Regions from separate parts of the Mus musculus genome. Here region 1 is linked to region 2. The links are chromatin contacts, called in public promoter capture Hi-C maps. All regions are on one chromosome and are shown on one strand. The core of a region is the stretch at or near the end of the contact, and the rest is flanking DNA. Distances in the headings are between cores, read along the strand shown. Region 1 holds the start of AY074887 (cDNA sequence AY074887). Region 2 holds the start of Rexo2 (RNA exonuclease 2).

Evidence for each region. Promoter capture Hi-C pulls out the DNA fragments that hold promoters and counts their contacts.
Region 1: a contact with region 2 is called in a promoter capture Hi-C map of pre-B cells, with 4 times the contacts expected there. The contact joins the promoter of AY074887 here to the promoter of Rexo2 in region 2. A contact is called at or near these places in 2 of 39 promoter capture datasets (erythroid cells and pre-B cells).

What each region holds. Positions count from the first base shown.
Region 1 is chr9:54,947,981-54,953,100 of GRCm38.p6, forward strand. AY074887 (cDNA sequence AY074887) reads right to left here and starts at 2,974. Exons shown (of 1, transcript NM_145229.2): 1 at 2,264-2,974. The coding sequence starts at 2,859. The coding sequence ends at 2,461. It overlaps Hykk (hydroxylysine kinase 1), which reads left to right. Exons shown (of 5, transcript NM_177351.4): 5 at 1-1,944. It overlaps Psma4 (proteasome subunit alpha 4), which reads left to right and starts at 2,879. Exons shown (of 9, transcript NM_011966.3): 1 at 2,879-2,923; 2 at 4,102-4,128; 3 at 4,361-4,403; 4 at 4,699-4,861. The coding sequence starts at 4,126.
Region 2 is chr9:48,479,163-48,484,396 of GRCm38.p6, forward strand. It overlaps Rexo2 (RNA exonuclease 2), which reads right to left and starts at 1,449. Exons shown (of 7, transcript NM_024233.4): 1 at 1,245-1,449; 2 at 148-231. The coding sequence starts at 1,391.

The sequences.
Region 1 (5,120 bases), core at 1,724-4,223, 6.5 Mb after region 2:
GACACAGACCATGAGAAACTTAAATACATAGCTTACACATCACAAATTCTGTAGACTCTTAATCTCACCTCTCTAGAAGTGAGGCATTCTATCTTTTTTGTGGCATTTCACTCTTACCTGCTGATGGTTGTACAGTTATCTATCCTGTAAATTGACATGGCACAGCCATGAAAAACTTACATCTGGGTGTCTCTTCTTGTCCCTCTGATAGTGCCTTCCCCACAGAAAAGTCTTTGGACACATTTACAAAATGAATGCATGCAAGAAGAAAGATATGGTGAAGCCCTCGGGGAAAACACAAGAGGGAGTCCTGAGAAAAACTTGTTTGGGAGAGTAGCTGCAACCAGAACTCCAGACACAAGTGCATTGAAGCACATGTAGGCATCCAGGCAAGGCCATTATCCAGGACACCAGCAAGGCGCCTCAGCAGTTAGGGCTTACTATGCTCTTCAGGCTGGTCTTAAACATCGTGGCTCCCAAGATCCTCCTGTTCAGCCTCCCAATGCAGAGACTATAGTGATACACCATTCTGTTTGGCCCCACATGTTCTTTGTTCTCTATAACTAATGATTGCCTTTTTATAAGATTCTGTAAAAATGCAGATCATTGCATTGCATACTTGGCTTAAGTTTTATCTCAGTATTTCCTTTACTGGCTCCTTTTCATGTCTCTCTAGTCTAAGTGGCTATTTACTTATTCTTGTAGGGTGGGATTTTTTTTTTTTTCTTTTCTGTTTTGAGACTGGATTCCACTGTGTTGTCCATACTGGAATCAAGCTGTCGCATGGTTATCCTGGACTCACATGATAATCCTGCCCATGCAACCCAGTAGCTGGGACTGTAGGCATGCATAGACCACTCACTGCATTCTTTTGTTTAACCACATGCTTTCTAAAGATGACTCAGGTCTAGACCCCTAGTCATTTATTTAAACATCTTGTTAGTAGTTATCCGTCTATGTGAGTAGGCTTTGATACTATAACTCTTGTCTGATGTTTGCCTGCCTATCTACCTGTCTAAACTTCCCAAACTAGGTATTTCTCTGAATTTACTTATACAATTTATTTTTAACTTCTCCATGTCTCCCTTTTCTTTTCCTTTCTCGTTTCTTTTCTTTTCTTTTTTTAGAGCAAGATAATGTTTGTACTTAGAGAGTCAATTGTGAGGGTTTTTTAAGAGGCTATGGCAGCCTCTTAGCATAGACTCTGGCACATAGTAGAGGCATAATAAATAGTTACTAAATAATGGATCATATTTCAGGTTACGCACACTCAAAATATTGGTGTGGCACGCTGCTTGCCCTTCTCACAGTCAGCCATCGAGCCCTGCTGCTTTCACAAATCAGGATTTTAGGTTAACAAATCTGGAGCGGTTTTGTCTTTCCTGCTTCATTAGTTTTTCAGTAGAATATACTATACTACAATGATTATTGAATGTTATTTTACATGCACTACCTCATTTAATCCAGAACAGAATCACAAAGATATTCTGATGATTAATCTCCATTTTTAAATAAAGAAATAGAGCCTTGAAAAGCTGATTTATTGCTTTAGAAGGGAGCTCAGGCTTAGATCTTGAATTAGGTCTTTGGGCTGTTACCCCTGTTCCTAATCACTACAAAATCCCATCCTGCTGCCTTTCCTTCCTTGTTTTTACACACCCACACCCACACCCACACACATGGGGGCAGTACATGAGATCATTCACATGTGAAACACTTAGGATACTCATATTTGAGGTTTTTATTTAACTTGGCCAATCAGGACCAGAAAAATGGGCTGGAACTTGGGTCTCATTCCAAATCAGTGTTTATCCTGTTATACAATGGAACTCTGCAAGTTTCTCTTGATTGTTCTTGCTAAGAGAGATTCTCCACTAAATTCCTATTGCAAATATTGCTAATTTCTGTTTGAAATTAAATATATGCTGCATTGTATGGATATTTTACCTTTTGGTCTTTTTTTCTCTCTCTCTCTCATTTTTAAAACAGTCTCACTATATATCCCTGGCTGGCTTGGAATTTACAGGGCAAACCAGGTCCTGAGTACAGGCCAGGTCCCGTCTACATGCAACTAAATTTCTAAGCTTCCCCCTTTAAGAAACCCAGATCCAACCGTTTTGCCTACACAGAAGACAAAGGCCCTGTACATAGTCAACCCACTAGCTCTTCAACCCCCAACATAGGCACAAAAACTAGGTAAGATTGGAAAGGAGAAATGGATGAAGAGAAGTCTTTTTTTCGTTTTTTTTTTTTTTTTTTTTTTTTTTTTTTTTTTTTTCTTTTGTCCGAGACAGGGTTTCTCTGTGTACCCCTGGCTGTCCTGGAACTCACTCTGTAGACCATGCTGGCCTCGAACTCAGAAATCCGCCTGCCTCAGCCTCCCAAGTGCAGGGATTAAAGGCGTGCACCACCACTGCCCGGCGAAGAGAAGTCTTAAACTTAGAACAAAAGTTATCCCAATTAAAGAGTTGGATCTGAGAAAGGAGAAAATGAGGCTAAGAGGAAGAACAAAGGAAAAACTGTTAAGGGGCAAGACTGGAAGAGTAAACGATTTGATTTGTCTATACAGTTGCTACTCTGGCCTCCATTAGAATGGTACAGAAGAGAAAACGAAAGTGGAGTGCAAAGCGTAGGAGGAATCTGGTTCCACTCTCCACGGTATAGACGCTTCCCTCCTCCCTCCAGTCCTCCTCTAATACAGACCGCAGCCAAAGCCGAGGTTGTGCTTCTGCACAGTCCACGTGGGCAGACTGAGCCCGCCCCAGCACTGGGAGAACTTCCGCGTCCTCCCGCCCCGCCCCGCCCCCTCGCAGTCCTGCGCACGCGCGGGAGCCATATTCGCCGCGGATGCTTGGCCATCCGGGTTGGTTCTTCTCCAGCTGAGTAAAGAGGCGCTGATCTGCACCCTCACCGTCTTCCTCTGGTGAGGCTCAGTCCTTTAGGGGCCGCGGAGTCGAGGTGTCTGTCTCCCGGGCGGGGGCCATCTGCGTGGAGACCACGGCCCAGGCCCGCGGCCGCCACCGAGGAGCCGTGGGCACGATGACTTTGCACCCGCCTCCTCGGTGACCGGCCTGCCAGGGACTGGTCCCCGCCGGCCGCCGTCGGGTATCCCCGCGGGGCCTTGACGGCTCGCCTGGGCTCTGAGACCCTCCGGGCCGGTGCGAGGGGTGGGGGCGGCTGCGGCCCAGAGAGTCAATTCGGGAAAGTGGCGCTGCGGGGGAAAGTCCAAGTCTTGTAGCGCCGGCGCCAGGCGTGGAGGTAGCTGTGTTCACAGTCGAATCCGAAACCCGCCGTGGCCTCCTGGCTGCTGTGCTCAGGGCCACCTTTCTGTTTCTCCTACATGTTGGAACCGACTCCTGGCAGGTTAACTCTCCTTAGGCCTGACGACTCTTCTAAAATGTCACTTCCCGTGGTCCTTGAATCCAGCCCGTCGGTGAAGCGGTCTTAAGTAAGATAAAGGTGTTTTCTAACATCTGGGCGCGCAGACCCTTCAAATGTCTGCTTAGCTTTCCAGCCACGATGCCTTCCTTATATCCCATTTGGCAACATAGGAATTGAACTGCCATTTTTCTACTAAGGCAGAGTTTCCATTGCTGTCTTTCGAAGAAACGGAAATAAGGACCAGGTTTACCACCTAACCCCTACACCCCCAAATTTAGGACCATGTGAATTATCCACTTTGTTAACCTTTCTCAGCCTGCTCTACTTGGAATGCCCTTCCTTCACCCCTTCACAATTCTTTTTCTTTGACTTGAGGCTTTTCAACTTACCTTTGCCTCTCCCACCTCTAATTTACTCTCATTATCTGTATTGGTTTCCTAAAATCTTACTTGCTGTCGATTCTGCTTTCCCTCCCCACCCTGAATGTCTCTTCCATGTTGCTTTATAATCTTTGTCTGTCATACCTGGCTGCTAGATTCTGAGCTTTTCAGGACACCATGGTTTACCTTTATTGTGGTGGCCCAGCATCTGTATAGGTCCCAGTGGTGGTGCAGTTCATGTTAGCTGAGTGATGGTGTGGATCAAGTGGTATTAACAGTGGAAGACACTTCTTAAAATTGTGGGGGTTTTGTTATTAATGATCCTGTTTTCTTTTCACAGGAATCAACATAAAGTTCAGAAACCATGGTGAGTTCATGACACGTTTCCTTTAACTTTTGCCTGGGAACATTATGGCTTGTTTGAAGCTCACAGCCTGACATGGAAGAAAATGAAACCAAAGGGGTAGAGGGAGTTGAATGGGGTCTTCCGTCTTCTTTCCACTGAACTCAGCACCAGGGTGTCATTGTATCCAATGCATGGACATCCGGAAGTTGGCGTATGTCAGTGAACAGGCATCATCTCTGTTTTTCCTTTGCAGTCTCGAAGATATGACTCCAGGACCACAATATTTTCTCCAGAAGGTAAATTAGAAGATTTAACCTGCTCCAAAGAAGGTTGGGGCATTTTGTTGTGGTTGTTGCTTTAAGTAGTATATTTTTAGTGTTGGGGTCTAGTGTGACGTTTAGCTACACACATTTTGGAGTTGACTTCATTCCTTTGGTTCTTGGAGATAACTTGTCACCAGGTTCATTACGCCATGCATTGTGGGCGAGTAAATGCAGGGCTGTTGATGCCAGCCTACCTGTGTCATTGCTGATTTCTCTCAGATGAGTGGTGCAAGAGCGAGAGGAACCGTGGTGTCTCACTGTTTTGTAGGTCGCTTATACCAAGTGGAGTATGCCATGGAAGCCATTGGACATGCAGGCACCTGTTTGGGGATTTTAGCCAATGATGGAGTTTTGCTTGCAGCGGAGAGGCGCAACATCCACAAGCTTCTTGATGAAGTCTTCTTTTCTGAGAAAATTTATAAACTTAATGAGTAAGTGCGATCATGGGGAAGAGCTTGAACTATTGCACTTGACAGCGTACTCAGGATTTGCATATTTAAGGAGGGATCTTCTATGTGAAGTGATAGAACTGAAATGAGCAGTTTTATTATTTTTCTTGTAAAAATCTGTGTATTTGCTTTATTTTGCTTGACATCTCCTTGCAGCCCATTATATCTCAGTTCATTATGTGTATAATTCACTTGAAATGCAAAGATAAACACTTGGTGCAAAATAGCACTGTGCAGTGAT
Region 2 (5,234 bases), core at 199-2,698:
ATATTACATTGTCCTAGTAATATAGCACTGGGCCTTAATCTACACAGACCTCAATCTGCTACGTTTTTCAGTGAGATCAGATGAAGGCACCTTTAGATCCCCAATGCCCTTTAAGTGGTATGAATGTATTTACACGGCATCACCTACTTCAGCCAAAATGTTAAGATCAGAGTCAGTTATCAGGCAGGCCATCTCAATAATCTGATCCTTCTCAATATCCAATCCTGTCATCTGTAAAACATAAATAAACAAGCATATAACAAACACATGAAACCACCTTTTGTTTTGTTTTGTTTTTGTTTTATTTTTTTGAGACAGGGTTTCTCTGTGTAGCCCTGGCTGTCCTGGAACTCACTCTGTAGACCAGGCTGGCCTCGAACTCAGAAATCCACCTGCCTCTGCCTCCCAAGTGCTAGGATTAAAGGCGTGCTGCCCAAGTTTACTTGACAGAGATTCCTTTGTGTGGACCCAGCTCACATTCTATGACCAGTAATGGTCTGGGCAGTACTCAGGGTATTAAGTTCTGAGTGCTCAGAGACTGCTAAAGGCACTTCCTGCGGGCGGGCCAGCTACTGTCAAACACATTTGTCCTGGGAACAGACTCAAAATAAGCAGGATGAAAACTTGACTACAGAAAAGTGAGCTCACGAACGTTACCTCTCGGAGGTTTACAATGGTTTCCGAAGTTTTCCCAACAACAACAACAACAAAAAAAGTTAACAAATGAACTCAGTTCGTAAGCAGAAAACTGGAGTTCAAGAGAGGCCTAGGTATGAATGCGTTAAAACTAAAATGGGTAACCTGAATCTTCCAATGGGGCCTCAATTTTCTCTTTTATGGAATGAGGGGTAAGGCTGAGTCATCTCCTGAGTCCTAGCTTAAGCAACCTAGTCTTTTAAGGCTAGGAGGTGGGGACGGAGCAGGGCTCAGAGTCGCTGCCCCAACTCTCACCCACGATCCTCAGAGTCACTAACGCGTAACACAAATTCACTTCTGGGTGGAGGTCGAGGCTAGGGAGAGGGGAGACACATGGACGGCTCCACCCAGATGGAAAGAAACCCCACAGTCCAGGGACAGTCCCAGACCCCGCAAAAACTCTTGACTCGGGGCTCCTGGGGCCGTGCTCACCTGTCGCACCTGACACCCAGATCCCTGCTGCTTCCCGGGACAGGGGAGTCCCTCGGTCCCACGCGCGAATCTGCGCTCGCCTCCCCGCACCCTCCTCGCCCCGGCCGCACTCTCACCTCCAGGTCCACCCAGACCATTCGCTGAGCCATGCTCTCCCCTGCCGCCATGGCTGCGCTACCTTCGCTGACACCTCGCGCCCCGAACTGCCCGCGCCTGCCACCCACGCCCCGCAACAGCCTGGCGCCCAGGGATACGCCTAGCATCACCCGGCACGAGCCGCCACGGCCCCAGCCCCGCCGGCCCAGCGCGCGCAGGCGCCACAGTCGCTAAACGTCGCAAACCCACGGGGAGGTGCCGGGAGAAGACTACAAGCCCCGGCATGCGAGGCGTCGGCTCGCCCTCCACAGCTACTCTCGGCTGCCGAAAGGGCTGATGGGAGTAGGAGTCCTTGGTCCAGCCTCCTGCTCCCCTCCCCCGCCACGTGTTTTCGGATGTTAAGGGACTTGCTAGTATTTCACCGCTAAAGTTTGTCTGTTTCCAGGAGATATCATTCCTGAGTTTTTATTAGTTCTAAGCTGCGAAGTTGAAGAGGCTTTACTTTGAAAAATATGGTTATATGTTTAAGAATTGTTTTAAATCTACCTTTTCCTTACTGCTACCTCCCTCAGTTTTTCTTTTTTTTTTTTTTTTTACCTGCCCCTCCCTTCCGCGTATTGAGTATATTTCTTATTTACTTGGAATCCGAGTGACGTGCTCTTTTGAGCTACAAGGCCAATTCCGCCATCACCGTTTAGGAGTCCTTAAATGGTCTCTTTTCTGAAAGATGACTTCGCACATATCAGGTGTTCCATAAATGTTCCTTTCCCATTATTGGCAGAAGCCTTGTCTCGTTTTCTAGGATGCCAGGACGTGTAGGCTGTGTTTCGGTTGTTAGATCGTATACTATTCTACCTTTTGCAGCCCACTAAAGAGAGTTGGAATAGCTCTGCCTGCTCTGTCCTGCGCTCTGCCTTTGCCGATCGCTCTGGTTTTAATAGACGGGTCCTTAATCTCCCACAATAGATACGGTTTTCATCACCTACGCTCGAAGGGGCCTCTGCGGAGATCTTATATTTTAGCTCAGTAGCAAACGCCTCTGCAAAGGGCAATTTTGTCACAAACGTGCTCAGTCTTGAATCACATACTCTGTGTCTTTTTCTGAAAGCTGTGTTGCCAGTAATTACAGAGCTTGTGGTTGGTGGCATAGTTATTCCTACCCGGTGAGCTGGTTTTGTGAGACAAACATTGTTGCCTAATCAAAGCTTTAAGGATGCTGCAACCTACAAGTGGATTTCAGCTACTCCACCGGTGACCTGCCAAGCTTGGCCAGAGAAACGGAAAAAATCATGGAAACGGGTGTCAAATTACATGTTCAATTTTACTGCAGAATGGGTATGTATATTATAACGGCATTACCTAGTAGAACATACTGTTAAGTTTGTAATCATTTGTGGCCCTACTCATAGGAAGGAGAACTCTATTGTAGCATTGAAACTTTTTTTTTAAGACAAAGAGACACACTACAGAACCCAAGCTGGCCTGGAATTCTGCCTCCCAAGTACTAGGATTAAAAGTGTGCAACACCACACCTGGCTATATAGGAATTTGAATCCGCTGGGCTTATTCTCAGTATTACTTCTTTACATTTTGAAAGGATAACATCCTTAGGCTGGAGAGATGGCTCAAAGGTTAAGTAAGAGTACTTGCTGCTCTTGCAGGGGATTGAACTTCAGCTCCGAGGGATTGTGTTGCCCTCTTCAAACCTTAGTGGGCACCAGTAAACACACATACACACACGTACACACACATACACACTGCACAAATAGAGATCTTTTTTTTATTACACCTTTGGTGGTGGTATTTAACAATTTATATCCTGAAAAACCACACCCATGATTTTTTTTTAACAATGAATGGTTACATTTAACAATGAAAAATTATAGCTATGTAAATAGCCACAGGGAACCCTATCTCAAAAATAAACAGAAACTATGTGTGGGAGTTTTAGAACCTTTCACGTTTATTCAGCTAAGGTAATGTGTTCTGTTACAATGATAAGTACAGATTTAGTGTTCTTACCATAAATAAAACAGTTATTTTCCCTAAATTCTAAAGAAATTGCAAAACAGAAAATGGTAAAAGAAACTAGATATAGATTTATGCACAGTTTTGCCAAAACAAAGAGTGTGAGTAAGTGTGCTAATGTCTTCCCACCATATCTATGACCATTTTAGACTTGCAGAAAGCAGCTGTGTGACAAAGGCTAGAATATTGTGACTTTAGCTGAGACACGTCCTTTCCTGGGGAGGAGGAGTCATGACCTATAAGTTGTACCCACTGTCTCTGTTTTCTGCTACAGAAACAGTTTTGGTTTCCGTCTGGTTTATATTTGGTTGTTTGAAACAGGGTCTCACTCATGCAGTGCAGGCTGACCTCAAACCCGTGACAGTCTTCCTACCTTCCAAGTTTAGGGATTAGTTATGATATAACATGTTTGGCTCTAGAATTTTTTTAAATTAATATTTCCCCCACATCCATTATTAAATAAAATAAGCCTTTAAAAAAAAAAGAAAGTATCCTCAGAGCACATCTGTATATGTGGCCACTGAGGTTTTTATGAAATCTGAACTGCATTTATGTCAACTCAGTTTACAAACACATACCAAGTACTTAGCTTGTACAGAGCACTCTACCATGAAGCTTTGGGATTTGGATCTGGAAGTCCGTCAAAGGCCAGAGTGTTGTAAGGATTGGCCCCATCATCGTGTTGACAGCTTGTGAAAACTTTGAAAGGTAGGGCCTCGTGACAGGTCTTCCAGTCATTAGATGCATGCTCTTGAAGGGGGACTGTGATCCTCCACTCCTCCCTCCCTCCTGCCCTGTTTCGTCGCAGCCATCGAGTCTGTAGAGCTTGGCTCCATTGCATACTCCCTGCCAATATGCACCACCCTACCACAGGCCCAACAGCAGTGACTCCGCCTGACCATAGACTTAAACCTCTAAAACCCAAGTGCCTAAAAGAAGTCGTTCTTCACCACTGGTTGATTGTCTTTGGTGATTTGTTACTCTAATGGGAAACCAACACAAATGCTAAAGATCCTACCAACTTACCAAGTGTGATGGTTTGTATATTCTTGGACCAGGGAGTGGCACCATTTGGAGGTGTGACCTGGTTGGAATAGGTGTGTCACTGTGGGTGTGGGCTTAAGATCCTCACCCTAGTTGCCTGGAAGTCAGTCTTCCACTAGCAGCTTTTGGATGAAGATGTAGAACTCTCAGCTCTGCCTGCGCCATGCCTGTTCCCATCTTGATGATAATGGACTGAACCTCTGAACCAGTAAACCAGCCCCAATTAAATGTTGACCTTAATAAGAGTAGTTTTGGCAAAGTTAGTTAATGCTCATTATACAGGACACAGGAAATACTCAACATATTAAAGTAGGGGTTCATGTGTTTGTTTGCTTTTAAGGGTTTTGGAGAGGTTGTTGGAGAGCCAGGTTATGTCAGCCCACAGTTCAGTAAATAATACAGCCCTTCCTGGCAGGGAGGTCCTGGTGTCAGGAGCTTGAGGCAGCTGCTCAAGTTGTATGCAAACTCAGAAAGCAGAGACTGGTGAATCTAATGTGGTTTGAAGTTCTAAAATTTGGGCACATTATTTTGTATTTGGAACTTTTTCTTTGATAGGGAAGGAAGTGACTACTTTCCCATCTGTGAAACATGTTAGTAAGGAGATAATGGAACAAATGGGGGGAAAAAAGCCTGTCTTCGCCACCGAGTTATCACACCCCCATCCCCATTTCTGAGGCAAAGAACATTATGCTTGTTTGTTTTTCTAAAGGACAGTGTAATGTACACTGATGTCAAGATAAAGCAAGATAATAAGGCATGTAAAGATTTTTTTTAATTATACAAATTTGCTGAAGGCATTTTTTGCCAGATACACAAAAATTGCATTCAAAGAATCACAACTCTGGGCTGGAGAAATGGCTCAGCGGTTAAGTGCACTGACTGCTCTTCTGAAGTTCCTGAGTTCAAATCCCAGCAACCACATGGTGGCTCACAACCAT